Linked DNA regions of Mus musculus: regions 2 and 3 are each linked to region 1. A link is a contact called in public HiChIP or PLAC-seq data. All regions are on one chromosome and are shown on one strand. The core of a region is the stretch at or near the end of the contact, and the rest is flanking DNA. Distances in the headings are between cores, read along the strand shown. Region 1 has its middle 40 kb from the start of Gm41230. Region 2 has its middle 37 kb from the start of Klf5. Region 3 has its middle 35 kb from the start of Klf5.

What was found. HiChIP or PLAC-seq counts read pairs in DNA pulled down with a chosen protein or histone mark.
Region 2: a contact with region 1 is called in an H3K27ac HiChIP or PLAC-seq map of extraembryonic endoderm stem cells, with 4 times the contacts expected there. The contact joins two enhancer-like sites. A contact is called at or near these places in 2 of 484 Hi-C or Micro-C datasets (myocytes and nephron progenitors) and 4 of 115 datasets of contacts at active chromatin or transcription factors (embryonic stem cells, extraembryonic endoderm stem cells and trophoblast stem cells).
Region 3: a contact with region 1 is called in an H3K27ac HiChIP or PLAC-seq map of extraembryonic endoderm stem cells. The contact joins two enhancer-like sites. A contact is called at or near these places in 1 of 115 datasets of contacts at active chromatin or transcription factors (extraembryonic endoderm stem cells) and 1 of 9 other capture datasets (embryonic stem cells).

What each region holds. Positions count from the first base shown.
Region 1 is chr14:99,479,392-99,483,367 of GRCm38.p6, forward strand. No RefSeq gene overlaps it. Among named protein-coding and RNA genes, the nearest start is that of Gm41230, 40 kb to the right of the region's middle. Within about 2 kb of position 2,265, at least 9 of the 459 cell types and tissues checked have an H3K27ac peak or open chromatin away from gene starts, as enhancers often do. A contact at or near this core is called in extraembryonic endoderm stem cells, where this site is marked.
Region 2 is chr14:99,334,156-99,337,725 of GRCm38.p6, forward strand. No RefSeq gene overlaps it. Among named protein-coding and RNA genes, the nearest start is that of Klf5, 37 kb to the left of the region's middle. Within about 2 kb of position 2,211, at least 8 of the 459 cell types and tissues checked have an H3K27ac peak or open chromatin away from gene starts, as enhancers often do. A contact at or near this core is called in extraembryonic endoderm stem cells, where this site is marked.
Region 3 is chr14:99,262,043-99,265,911 of GRCm38.p6, forward strand. No RefSeq gene overlaps it. Among named protein-coding and RNA genes, the nearest start is that of Klf5, 35 kb to the right of the region's middle. Within about 2 kb of position 2,054, at least 18 of the 459 cell types and tissues checked have an H3K27ac peak or open chromatin away from gene starts, as enhancers often do. A contact at or near this core is called in extraembryonic endoderm stem cells, where this site is marked.

The sequences.
Region 1 (3,976 bases), core at 1,015-3,514:
CACGCAGAGCTGGCTCCATTACTCTACGGCAGTTATTCAGAGGGTGCTTCAGTAGTCGATTCTGCCTTCTTGCGTCTCATTCTGGGTCTTGTTTCATGCTCAGTGGAGCTAACCGGAGCACAGAGGATAACCCTGTGTAGTTAACCAGAGAACCACAGCCCAATCAGCTGCCCTTTGCTTTTGCTGACACAATGACCTCAGGGCTTCCAGGGTATTATAACTGAAGTCACTTCAGCTTTCCTAATGGATGTTGACTGTGTCTTAAACTTTACATAATTGGAGGCACAATTTGTGCTGTAATGAAATACATACTCTGTGTGTGTGTGTGTGTGTGTGTGTGTGTATGTGTGTGTGTGGTGTATCTGGAGTAGCAGTTTGAGTTAGTGTAGCAGTTTGAGGAAATCTCCAGTATAGTTAGTTATATTACCTTATAATAATACCTTATATTTTGAGGGTCTCTCATTGGCCTGGCACTTGCCCATAAGGCCAGGTTGGTTGACCAGACAGCTCTATGAATCATCCATTTTGTCTCTGCCTTCAGGGAATTGCAAGAACATACTAATATGCCTGGTGACTGGTTGCTGTTCCTCCTCTCCCTCCTCCTCTCCCTCCTCCTCCTTTCCCTCCTCCTCCTCTCCCTCCTCCTCCTGTTCTTCCTCCTCCTCCTCTCCTTCCTCCTCCTCTCCCTCCTCCTCCTCCTCCTCTTCCTTCTCCTCTCCCTCCTCCTCCTTTCCCTCCTCCTCCTTTCCCTCCTCCTCCTTTCCCTCCTCCTCCTCTCCCTCCTCCTCCTGTTCTTCCTCCTCCTCCTCTCCTTCCTCCTCCTCTGCCTCCTCCACCTCCTCCTCCAGCTATCTGCAAATTATCACTGTGCTTCGGTTAGTCCCGCTGGGTATGAAAGGAGGGGCGGAATTAACTGTCTTTTCCTTCCCTGGAGTATTTTATCCATAGCCACACGCCTGCATGAAAAATAGAAATCACTTTTTGTTTCTCAAAGAGAAAAACACAACAAACCAAGGAAGAACTGCATTGAAGTGTGTGAGGAGGCGAAGGAAAGGAAACAATTCTATGATATTTGTTTTTCAACAAGGGCTCACATCTGTTTCTAATTCCACAGATTATTGACACATCTGGATGTTTGGCCTTAGGAACTGTACGTTGCTACAGTGGCATTTATGTTTTTGAATCAGCTCTTCAGACCACCCTGGAACTTCAGCAGCTTGTCTGGAGAGAAGGCTGTGGCCCTCTAAATAAAGTTACCTTCTGGCACTCTATGGCCAGTGCAAATGGGACACTGTCATCTCAGGTTTTATAAATTGTGCTTTTTGCATTTTTGACACCTGCAGGAAAAAGAAGACCAAAGCCAAATGCCTAAACAGCTTGACGGTGACAAATTATCACAGTCAGATCAAGCTATCAGGGGGACATTGGAGATGGCTATAAGATTAGCCACGCTGACTGACTGAGGTCACCCTAGATCGCAAGAGAAACCAAATACCACAGGGGTGTACAATGAACGAGAACGTGGCTCAACTGGGATGTGATGGGAAGGAATGTACCCCTAACCAGCATAGATAGAAAGAAGCTGTGGTTAATAGTTTACCTCTTGACAGTTTCCTTCTGCAGTCAGGGTTAACTTTTCTCCCCATGTGGTCTGATCGCGGTACTTTACTCTGAGGGAGTGAACAATAGAGACTTCTGAAGAAGATCCAGAAGAGTTTTAGGAAACAGAAGCACTTATTTTTATGGCACATATTTCTCAAGTGAGTGGCAAGATCTTATTAAAAAGCAACAGATGATCTACATCGAAATCATAGTATAAACTGGCAAAACTAAAACAAAACCCTCCTATAGTTACTTAGTCCAAAGGTACAGTGGAAATAATTAAATGCAGAAAGCGACTTCATCAGAAAGCTTGGGGAAGGAGCTTCTTTCCCTGGAATTCTCAGGGCAGGGTTATTTTTATTTTTATTTTTATTTTTATTTTTTCTTCTTTCCCTTTTCTCCTGTCCCAGCAAGCCTCAAGTTTCCCTCCTGTTGTTGATGGAATTTCACTAGACTGGGTGATGTTGCACTGTGAACTGATGTATGGGAAAAAAAAAAGACACCTGGCTTCCTTATTCTTCAGAGACATTCGGTGCTGTTCAGCTTTGAAAGGGAAATGATCACATTCAGAGAATATCTGATCTATCTTAGAAACAAGCCTATCAACGTTGCTGACATTCTCGTCACTATTGTTTGCTTGTTATCTGTTTTGTCACAAAGCAGACACACCTGAAGCATATCAATGCCAGAGACAGCCAGTGGTAAGGTAGGTATACTGGAAGCGCTGAGTATCAGTCTAAATCAATGTATAATGGGCAGGGGAGCCTTAATGTCCAGTGTTTTCATGTAGAGGGCAAAGAATGAATGAGAACTAGGAGGCCCAAATCTAAAGAGCCCACATTGCACAAAAGAGTTATGTAATTAGCAATGTTCTTGATTGTTTCAACTTCTATTTTAAGAGGCTATTAGGCATCCACTGGGATCAATTAATGGCTGTTGGGAATCATTTTATTGCAACTAAATAGAGTGTCATCATAGTATTATACAACATTGACCCAGATAATTAAAAAAAAAACAAAACAATATCACTTCTAATGTCACCTGTAGTCCTGTCATTTTCGAATTTTAGCTCTATGAATGTGTGAGTCACAAAGCTGACCTGGAAAGTTATCGTTGAACCGTGGCATCTAGCTTTGAACCGTGGCATCTAGCTTTTGATCAGTGGTCCTTTCATTGATGCCTTGACCATAGGAGAGAGCTGTGAACATCTGCATTCCACAGAGGACAGCACTGAATCTGAAAGAGGCATTGCCTTTCTTCCAGACAGACATGAAGTCCTGAGAAATAGTGATGGCAGCTAATGAGGGACACGAGGCAGAGGCAGAATGTCTGTCTTTAATGTCTGATTTCTGAAAATGCTCATGGGCACTGAAAACTCCCGCAGTGGTAGAACAGTGTCCTAAGCCATGAAAAGGAGTCCTTCCCAGAAAGCTCCTGTACACATCCAGGATGCTCCAGACAACTATCCCTTGAGCTGTATCTGAGGGACGAGTTTCTTTATCTTCTTTCCAGCTTCTCGTAGTGCAGACAATGAAATGATAGAAATAATCAGGGCACAGAGAAGACCAGATGTGTCCAGAGACAGTTCAGAGAGAAAAGCAAGGCAGGAGGGAAGAGATGGATAGCTGTGGAATGTGGGTGCATCTGTTTTCTCCAAGACTCAGGTCCGTGCAGTGCTTTTCTTATAGGTCCCTTTCCTACTCTAGCTTTTAAATGTAATCAGAGAGCTGGAGGCATATATGTCTTGGGACAGATAGATGCCATTGGGTCCTTAACATGGCATAGTCCTTTATATTTTATATTTGTTTTTAACAGTTATTTGTATGTGTGTGTGTTGAGTACCTGAGAATGGGGGTCAAGGTCGGTCAAGAATCTCTCATGTTCTCTCCTTCCACCTTCTGGGATCTGAGGATGGACCCAGACAGTCAGACATGCATGTAAGCATCTGCATCCGCCTGGCCTCTACCTCCATGTGATCTAGATGAGGAGTGAAGGCTCAGAATAGAGAGCTCTCTAGTCACAACCCAACCCAACACGTGACTTTCTGGTTTTCTGGTCTCAAGTAGATGGAGATAATTACTTAAAATATCTTGATGGTTTAACAAGCTTTCTGTTAGTGTTTACTGTCTACGAACGGCATACCCCATACTGATCTCGATGAACTCGGGAAGGGATGACCACATTTGGCCAGGGGATGCTTTGACACCTACAAACCATGTGGTCAGCAGTGGTCTAGGTGAGACTGGACATAGATGTTCATGCTGTGAAAGTGATTTGTACTTCAGCTTTCTTGGTTAACATGATGGAGTTCATGAAGAAATCATGGTGAGCCTTGCACAGGGAGAGGACGTTGGCCCATCATGCATCCACAGGA
Region 2 (3,570 bases), core at 961-3,460, 150 kb before region 1:
AGTTTAAACCTAGTGTGAAGAAAATGCGCCTGCCTGCGAGGTGTTACTGGCAGTGCTGGAGGGTAGCTGCTGGGAAACCAGAGACACTAAACTTCTAGAATGATGCAATCTGTGAATAACAGTTAACTTAATGGAAAGCGAAGGGAGTTTTATGTAGTCAATAATGAAGCTCACCTGAACGGTACCCAGTGCTTAAAATCACCACCTTTCTGTTACGTGCAACGCCCACTCCACAGTAGCTTCAGATACAATGTTAACAACAGTCCCAGTTTCCCCCACTAAGGTGCTTATTGCCGTGGGAGCCTGTCATTTGTATCTTTTCATTGCTCTATTTATTTTGTCTTTCTTGGGTCTAGACACAGAACTTTCTTGCCATCTCAACATGTAGAGTGTATGTGTAGGGAGGGATGTGTGTGTGTGTGTGTGTGTGTGTGTGTGTGTGTGTGTGTGTGTGTGTGTGTGTGTGTGAATCAGGGTCTCCTGTGTTTGAGCTAGCCTTAGTTCCCTATGAAGCTGAGGCTAGCCTGGAACTAAGACTCTCCGGTTTCCACCTACGGACTACAGGTTTGTACCATCATCATGCCCAGCTCAGTGGTTTCTCCTATTTAACAATTAGGTTGTATCTGTGCAGGACAGATTCAATCATTAACGGACATCTAGTAACAGACTTCTGTGACACCAGTCTTTTTCCCTCATTTCTTCCTGTTCCCAGTGAAAGCAAGAAAGCAAGGCAAACCTTAGGCATTCATCAAGTAGTTGTTGACTGATGACCAGGGGGTCTCAGGGTACATAATCAAGCAAATAATTTCATGTCTTGTAGAAAATAATTTTAAAAGGTGATTCAACGACACCTCGTTATTTCTATTTATCACACACACACACGTATATATATATATATATGGATAAACATCTTCTGGACAGATTTTTTTTTCTTTGGTAAAATCAAGATCCAAATTCAAATTTATTTAGAGCTCAGGCGTCATCCTTAGATCATTGGAGGGGATACATGGAAGCTCTCAGTTCAGGTGGCTGAAGAGTGGGTCCTGCCATTGTCTGTCTCTGGAATGAGTGAGGGGACCCTTGAGTCTAGGTGTTTCAGCCTGTGCAGACTCGAGAGCTAGGGCCACTTTGTAGGCAAATGATAGCCCCCGTGACGTTGACTATTCGTATTGAAAATTCAATTGCAGGTGTATTTGCAAATTGGATTTTGAGGGGGAAGTTTAAGTAAATCCTTTTGAAAATGAATCCCTCCAAGGAGTGAGAAATAAAGCAACAAGAAGAAAGGTGACAATCAAAAACCTGTTAAAATTTAATTTTCAGAGAGGAACCTGAGTGCTTAATGACATCTCTGCTTTCATAGCAAGGTGTTTAAAAGTCATCTCTTGTCAGTTGCTTCCTTGGTAAATGTCAGAGGCAGAAGCTTCAGTTCCCTGTACTTCAGAGATCTCAATCGCAACCATTCTGAAATGCTTGCAATGAGCTGGTGGTGCAGTTGGGAAGTGGGTAGGTTCAGCTCCGGCCCATCCACGTTTCTCTGGAGGAACGTGCAATGAAAGACTGGCCTCATGATGTCCGCCGCCTCTGTCTGCCCCTCCCATGCTTCTTCGTGTCCACATAACTTTTATTTGCTTTTCAAAGTCCTCAAAATGATGGCCAAGAAAAGGCTAAGCCAGCCAGCCATCTTAAAGCCTTAGAAGCTGGCATGGCCATGAAGTTGTGTGTCTAAACTAAAGAAAGACATTACTCTTACTTAAGTCACTCTTTGGCTCACATTCCTAGATGCCTCTCTGAGCGGGGTGTGTGTGTGTGTGCGCGTGTGTGTGTGTGTGTGTGTGTGCGTGTGTGTGTGTGTGTGTGTGTGTATGTGTGAGTGTGTGTGTCTGTGTGTGTGTGTGTGCGTGTGTGTGTGTGTATGTGTGAGTGTGTGTATGTGTGTGTCTGTGTGTGTGTGTGTGTCTGTGTGTGTGTGTGTGTATGTGTGAGTGTGTGTGTCTGTGTGTGTGTGTCTGTGTGTGTGTGTGTGTGTGTGTGTGTGTGTGTGTGTGTGTGTGTACCGGTCCTTGTTTTGACTTTTACTTCCACTGCCTTCTTTCTCTAAAGCTCTTTACCGTAACTCTTCTGTTTCATGCTGAACCTCCTTTATTCCCTCTTCACGTCTCCACTGTCACAGCTAGACAAGAGAGCAGTGCAGATAAAGACCCAGGGGCGGCAGGAACCTAGATAGAATGTTTTGGTGCGACTGTGAACGCAAGGAGAGCCACGGTTGATGGGCTCCACGGTCTTAGCCTTCTGCTCTGCAGTTGACCTTGTTCATAGGTCTGGTGGCTCAGGATCCAGGACTTCTGTCACCTCCAGGATGAATGGCGCAACTTAAATTGGGAAAGCATGAAATTACCCAGCTTGAACATATCAACTGCTTTATAAAATAATCTGCAGTGCTCTCTTTTACCGCTGGGTTTGACCAGCGAGGTTGTGATCTTATTTGATTTCTGCCGGATTCTCTGAATTGTGGTGGCTGAACCTGTTTAAAAAAAAAAAAAAAAACATGCCACATGGAGATATGTTTTCTGAAAGCACCACTTAATGTTTGTAGACTTGTAGACTCATGGGTTTCTGACTGGGTGTGTACACAGAGACCCCTCCTATGTAAACACATACATTCTAAATATACCTGAGAGCTTCAAGCAGCTCTTAACATCATATGACAAGAGGAACATTTGTTAATCAGAAACATTACAACCTATTCATACTTACTGTTTGATTATTCCTTTACTGACCTCTGAGGTCCCATTGTTGATTGAATTAGTTATAGTAACTTATATTTATTTTAGCAACCAGCTATTATAAATGCAAACCCTTCTTATCTCCAGGTGATTGATAGGCACATTAAGAAGTTGTTCAACAGGTTAGTTTGAAGAAAATGCCTAAATCCTGAAAGCTCAACCCCCCCCCTTTTCTTTTATCAGTTAAGAGTGAGAGTTAAGCTCACATAAGCCCATAGTAACAAAAAATTGTATTTCCAGGGTAGAGCATTGTCACTTCTTTCAATTTGATTCTACTGAGAGCAGAATATATCAGATTTTAGGAGTATCCTATTGGAGATTTAAATGTCTTTTGGAAAGTTGAAACCAATTGCTTTCTGGGTGTTGGCCAAAGAAGATACAGTGGGAGGGTTGTTATGAAGCCAGTGACAGTCATGAAGCTATTTGCTGGAAGGACTCAACAGGATCTGTGTGTGTGGTGTGTGTGTGTTTCTCCTTCCTAATTTGTTGTTTTTGCATAAAGCCTCCATTTTGCAAAGGCTCTCAGCTGAGCAAAATGGCATAATTTAGCATCACAAACGCCTGACATTTTCCTCCTGGTGTAAGTACTCTTTAGGTTTGTTTTTTGTTTTTTGTTTTTTTTCCTTAAACAAAACATAAGCACAGTAGAGTTAGGTGAATTGCCCATGATAGGTGAGCGACAGGGTTCAAAGCATCTTTGTCGCAATCTAGTTTTTGGTACACAGTCCCATTAGGACTCCTCAGCCAGACCTGGCAGTCATTTTGCTTTGTTAATGGTTCTTCCTGA
Region 3 (3,869 bases), core at 804-3,303, 220 kb before region 1:
CACACGCTCCTCGCTAAACTACTCCAGCAGTTTCTGTCACACGCTTACTGTGACAAAATACCTAAGGACCTACATTTCTTAGAGGAAGGAAGACTTGCTTGGGCAGGCAGGTTCAGTTGGCACCATTGTCTTTGAGCCTGCGGTAGAGCCAAGCCCTCTGCTGGCGGCGGTCACGTGACAGAGCAAGCTGGCTCATCTGGCCATGGCCAGGACTCAGAGAGCTTCAGTAGGGTCTGTAGCCCATCAAGGCCTCCCTCAGTGATGCCGCTTGCTTCTACCAGACCCCAGATCTTAAGGTTCCGTTATCCCCTAAAGCTGCTTGCTGCCCCAGGGTGGTCGTCACACTTTCTCACATGCTGTTGGGGGACCCGAGTCTCATGATACTGGAGTGCTGCTACTCACTGTATGCGTGGAGCACCTAGGACTTAAAATGTAAGCCAAAATTATCCCCAAGTGTTGTCTCTAGGCCTATACATTCCCGAAGCCTAGAAGTCCTTTCTCTGTTTCCTGTTATACTTTTTGTTTGCTTGCTTGAGAACTGTTCTCGCGTAGCTCCTCCTGGCCTTGAAAACTCTATACCCAAAGTGGGCCTTGAATTCCCGATCCCGCACCTTCATTGCAAGTGCTGGGATTGCCACCACTGTGTCACCATACCTAGTTTTTTGGGGTTTTGTTTTTTTTCTTTTTTGTAAGTCTGAACAATTTTCAACTAATATTTTCAGGGAGGAGATGGGACAGGTGTTAAAAGGAACAGCTTGGATCCGTGCAGAAACTATATATTAATTACAGAATGGAAAGAGAGGAGAGAGAGGGAAGCGACCATGCATGCGTGCATATAATACATTCTGAATGTATTATATGTAAAAAAAAATCTTCAGTAAAATATTTTTATTTAATCTTTGAAAATTATATATAAACATATATGTATGTACCTTAAAGATAATTACTCCTACTCCACCTCCCAGGACCCTTGAAGCTTCATCTCATGTACTCACGATGAATATTGCCCCACATTGTAAGAAATAGATTTGAAAAATAGAAAAAAATACAATTTAAGTAATTATAGCCTGAAAGCCAGTAGGTCATGTTTTAACAAAAAAACAAAACAAAACAACAACAACAAAAATCAAACCTTTTTAGCCAGGTACAGTGGGGCACTCCTATAATCTCAGCATTTGCGAGGCAGAGGAAAAGATCACAAGTTCAACACCAGCCTGGGCTTACATGGTGAAGACTTTAAAAAACAAAACAAAACAAAACTCTGTAACTGGCCAGACAGATAGATGACAGTTGCCCTTTACCAGGGCTGTTTTTATCATTGCTGTAATTGATTTGATCTCATCAAGAAATTGCATATCGGTGACACATTTTTTTAAATGGTTTACTAGTGGGCCAATGAACTTTTTTTTTTTTCTGAAACATTGCAGAAAACATTTCTCCCCTTCCAGACCAGAAGTGCCCATTGCCTTAAAGGCTGGTGTACCATCCTTGTATATGAGATTGACGATGTCGCCTTATCCTTGGCTACAAAGTGAGAGTCTGTCTCATAAAACAAACAAATGGGGGTGATGAGGAACCCACTAATATCAAGAATTTTCTTTTGTTTTTAAAAACACTGCAGACCGCTCCCCCAACACACACACACACACACACACACACACACTCGCTCGCGCCCTTTGAAATACTTGCTTGGCCTAACTTTGCTAAGTACACTTCCGCTCGGACTCCCTTAAAGCGCTCTGTCGTATGGACTAAACAGGTGAAAGGCACACACATAGCCAAAGAACTTCGCAGGGAACTGAGTCTTGTTTTAGGCCATGCTGACCCCAAACCTGTGATCTTTCTTCCTCTTTTCTGAGGGCAGAATTAGTAGGCACTGGGCTACTGCACTCAACAAAAGAATTCTATACACTCACCCCTATACTTGAGGTTGAAGCCAGGCTCCAGAGCACGCAAGATAAGAGTTCTATCTTTGGGCTATAGCACACCGCACCCCCTCTTTGAATTGAAAAAGAACATTAGAAATTTGTTGGCAAAACCAGAACATGGGCTTATCAGTAGCGGAACAGTTGCCTAGCCTAGCACGTAGGAGTCCTGACTTGCCATTCTCTGCCCCTCGGGCTCCACCAGAAGAAGGCAAAGTGAACCCTGAGCCTTGCCATTGTTACAGAAATACAGCAGTACACCTCAGTCCACACAGTTTCATTCAAGTTGAAACTAAAGACAGGACAGTAAAGAGCTCCAAAAATATTCATATTTATAAAACCCTTTTCACGTGTTTCTTTTAATTTTTGAGGGAGAGGACAAGGCCCCATGTAACCGGGATTGTACCAAACTCTACAAAGCCAAGGATGACCTTGAACAACGGATTCCCTAGCGTCTACTTCCCAAACTAGAGATTACAAGTTTGCCAAACCCACTGGCATCCTTGACTCTGCAGTCTAGGCTCAGTCTCCTAGGGGCTAGAATTACTAGTGTGTGCAGTCACACATTTTTTTTTTCCAAACAAATTTTCACACATTCTTTGGGGGCAGAGTATGAGGGGAAAGAAATCATATTATGGATAAAATATGTCTAGCTCTCCAAGATAACAGGGGCATTTTTCAGCTCAAATATGGCTGGGTGACAATGGTTGTGATATCTCCTTTGTGTGCGTTCCCGCTTACATACAATGCCTGTGGCCTGGCTGATACTTGCTTCTCCAGCCTTATTGCACATCTGGTCTCTACCGGCATTGTCTCTGGGTCAGCTAGTATCACTTTTTCTGTGACTGACTCACAGAGGCCTGGAGGTCTCCAAAGGGAGGGATAGGGTCTCGTGACCACAGAACCCCAGGAAAGGGAAGGACCTGGGGGCCTTTCTAAGACTAAAGTGTAAAGTAGATGCTTTTGTTCTTCCTGGAACCTTTGTTGGTAGCTATCATTGTTTGTCTGGGAGCCAGAATTAACAAAAATTTTAGACCAGGAGACATTCTTCTCATATTTCTAGTTTCTATTTTGAAGCAATGGTTAGTATTCCTAAAGAAAAGCCACAACGAACTGATATTAAGTGCCTGCCTCTCTTAGAAAGCAAGGGGAATACTAGGCAGTGGTGGCGCACGCCTTTGATCCCAGCACTTAGGAGGCAGAGCCAGGTGATTTCTGAGTTCGAGGCCAGCCTGGTCTACAGAGTGAGTTCCAGGACATCCAGGGCTACACAGAGAAACCCTGTCTTGAAAAACCAAAAGAGAGAGAGAGAGAGAGGGAGGGAGAGAGAGAGAGAGAGAGAGAAAGAAAAGGAAGCACAGGGAAACATAAGGAGTCTGTTTTTGTTTTTTGCGGGGGGGTGGGGGTGGGTTAGTTGGTAGGTGTAGTTTCTAAACCTAACAGAAAGTCCTATCAACCCTAAAAACACGTGTTTGTGAATGCTTCATAGCCACCTTCCCACGAGAATGGGTGCTAGTTTCATGAGATGGGGAACCCAGGATTTCGAAGTAAGACTTAATAAAAGCTTTTACAATGACCAGCCTCCCTCCACCCAGGCTGACTCCAAGAGATGGCCTGCTTTTCAAAACCTAAACCTTTGGAGGTCAGCCAATCAGCATCATTCCTTCCTTCCACTCTTCAGTTTCTGTTTTCCAGGGGTCCCTCGGACTTTCTGCCGCCTGGGTCTAAGGCTTCCACCGCACACACGGTGACGAGAAAATAGGCTGGAGATATAACATGGTAGTCAAAATCTAGCTTTACCAAGCACTCTCTCCAGGGTATATTTTTGCCAAGGCAACTTTTTCATTTCATAGGGTTCGGGTGGACAGCCCCGCCCCTGCCCACGGTCACCACACCATCTCACTTGTTTCTTCCTCTCCGGTCACACGCGGGTCTTCGCCTGGA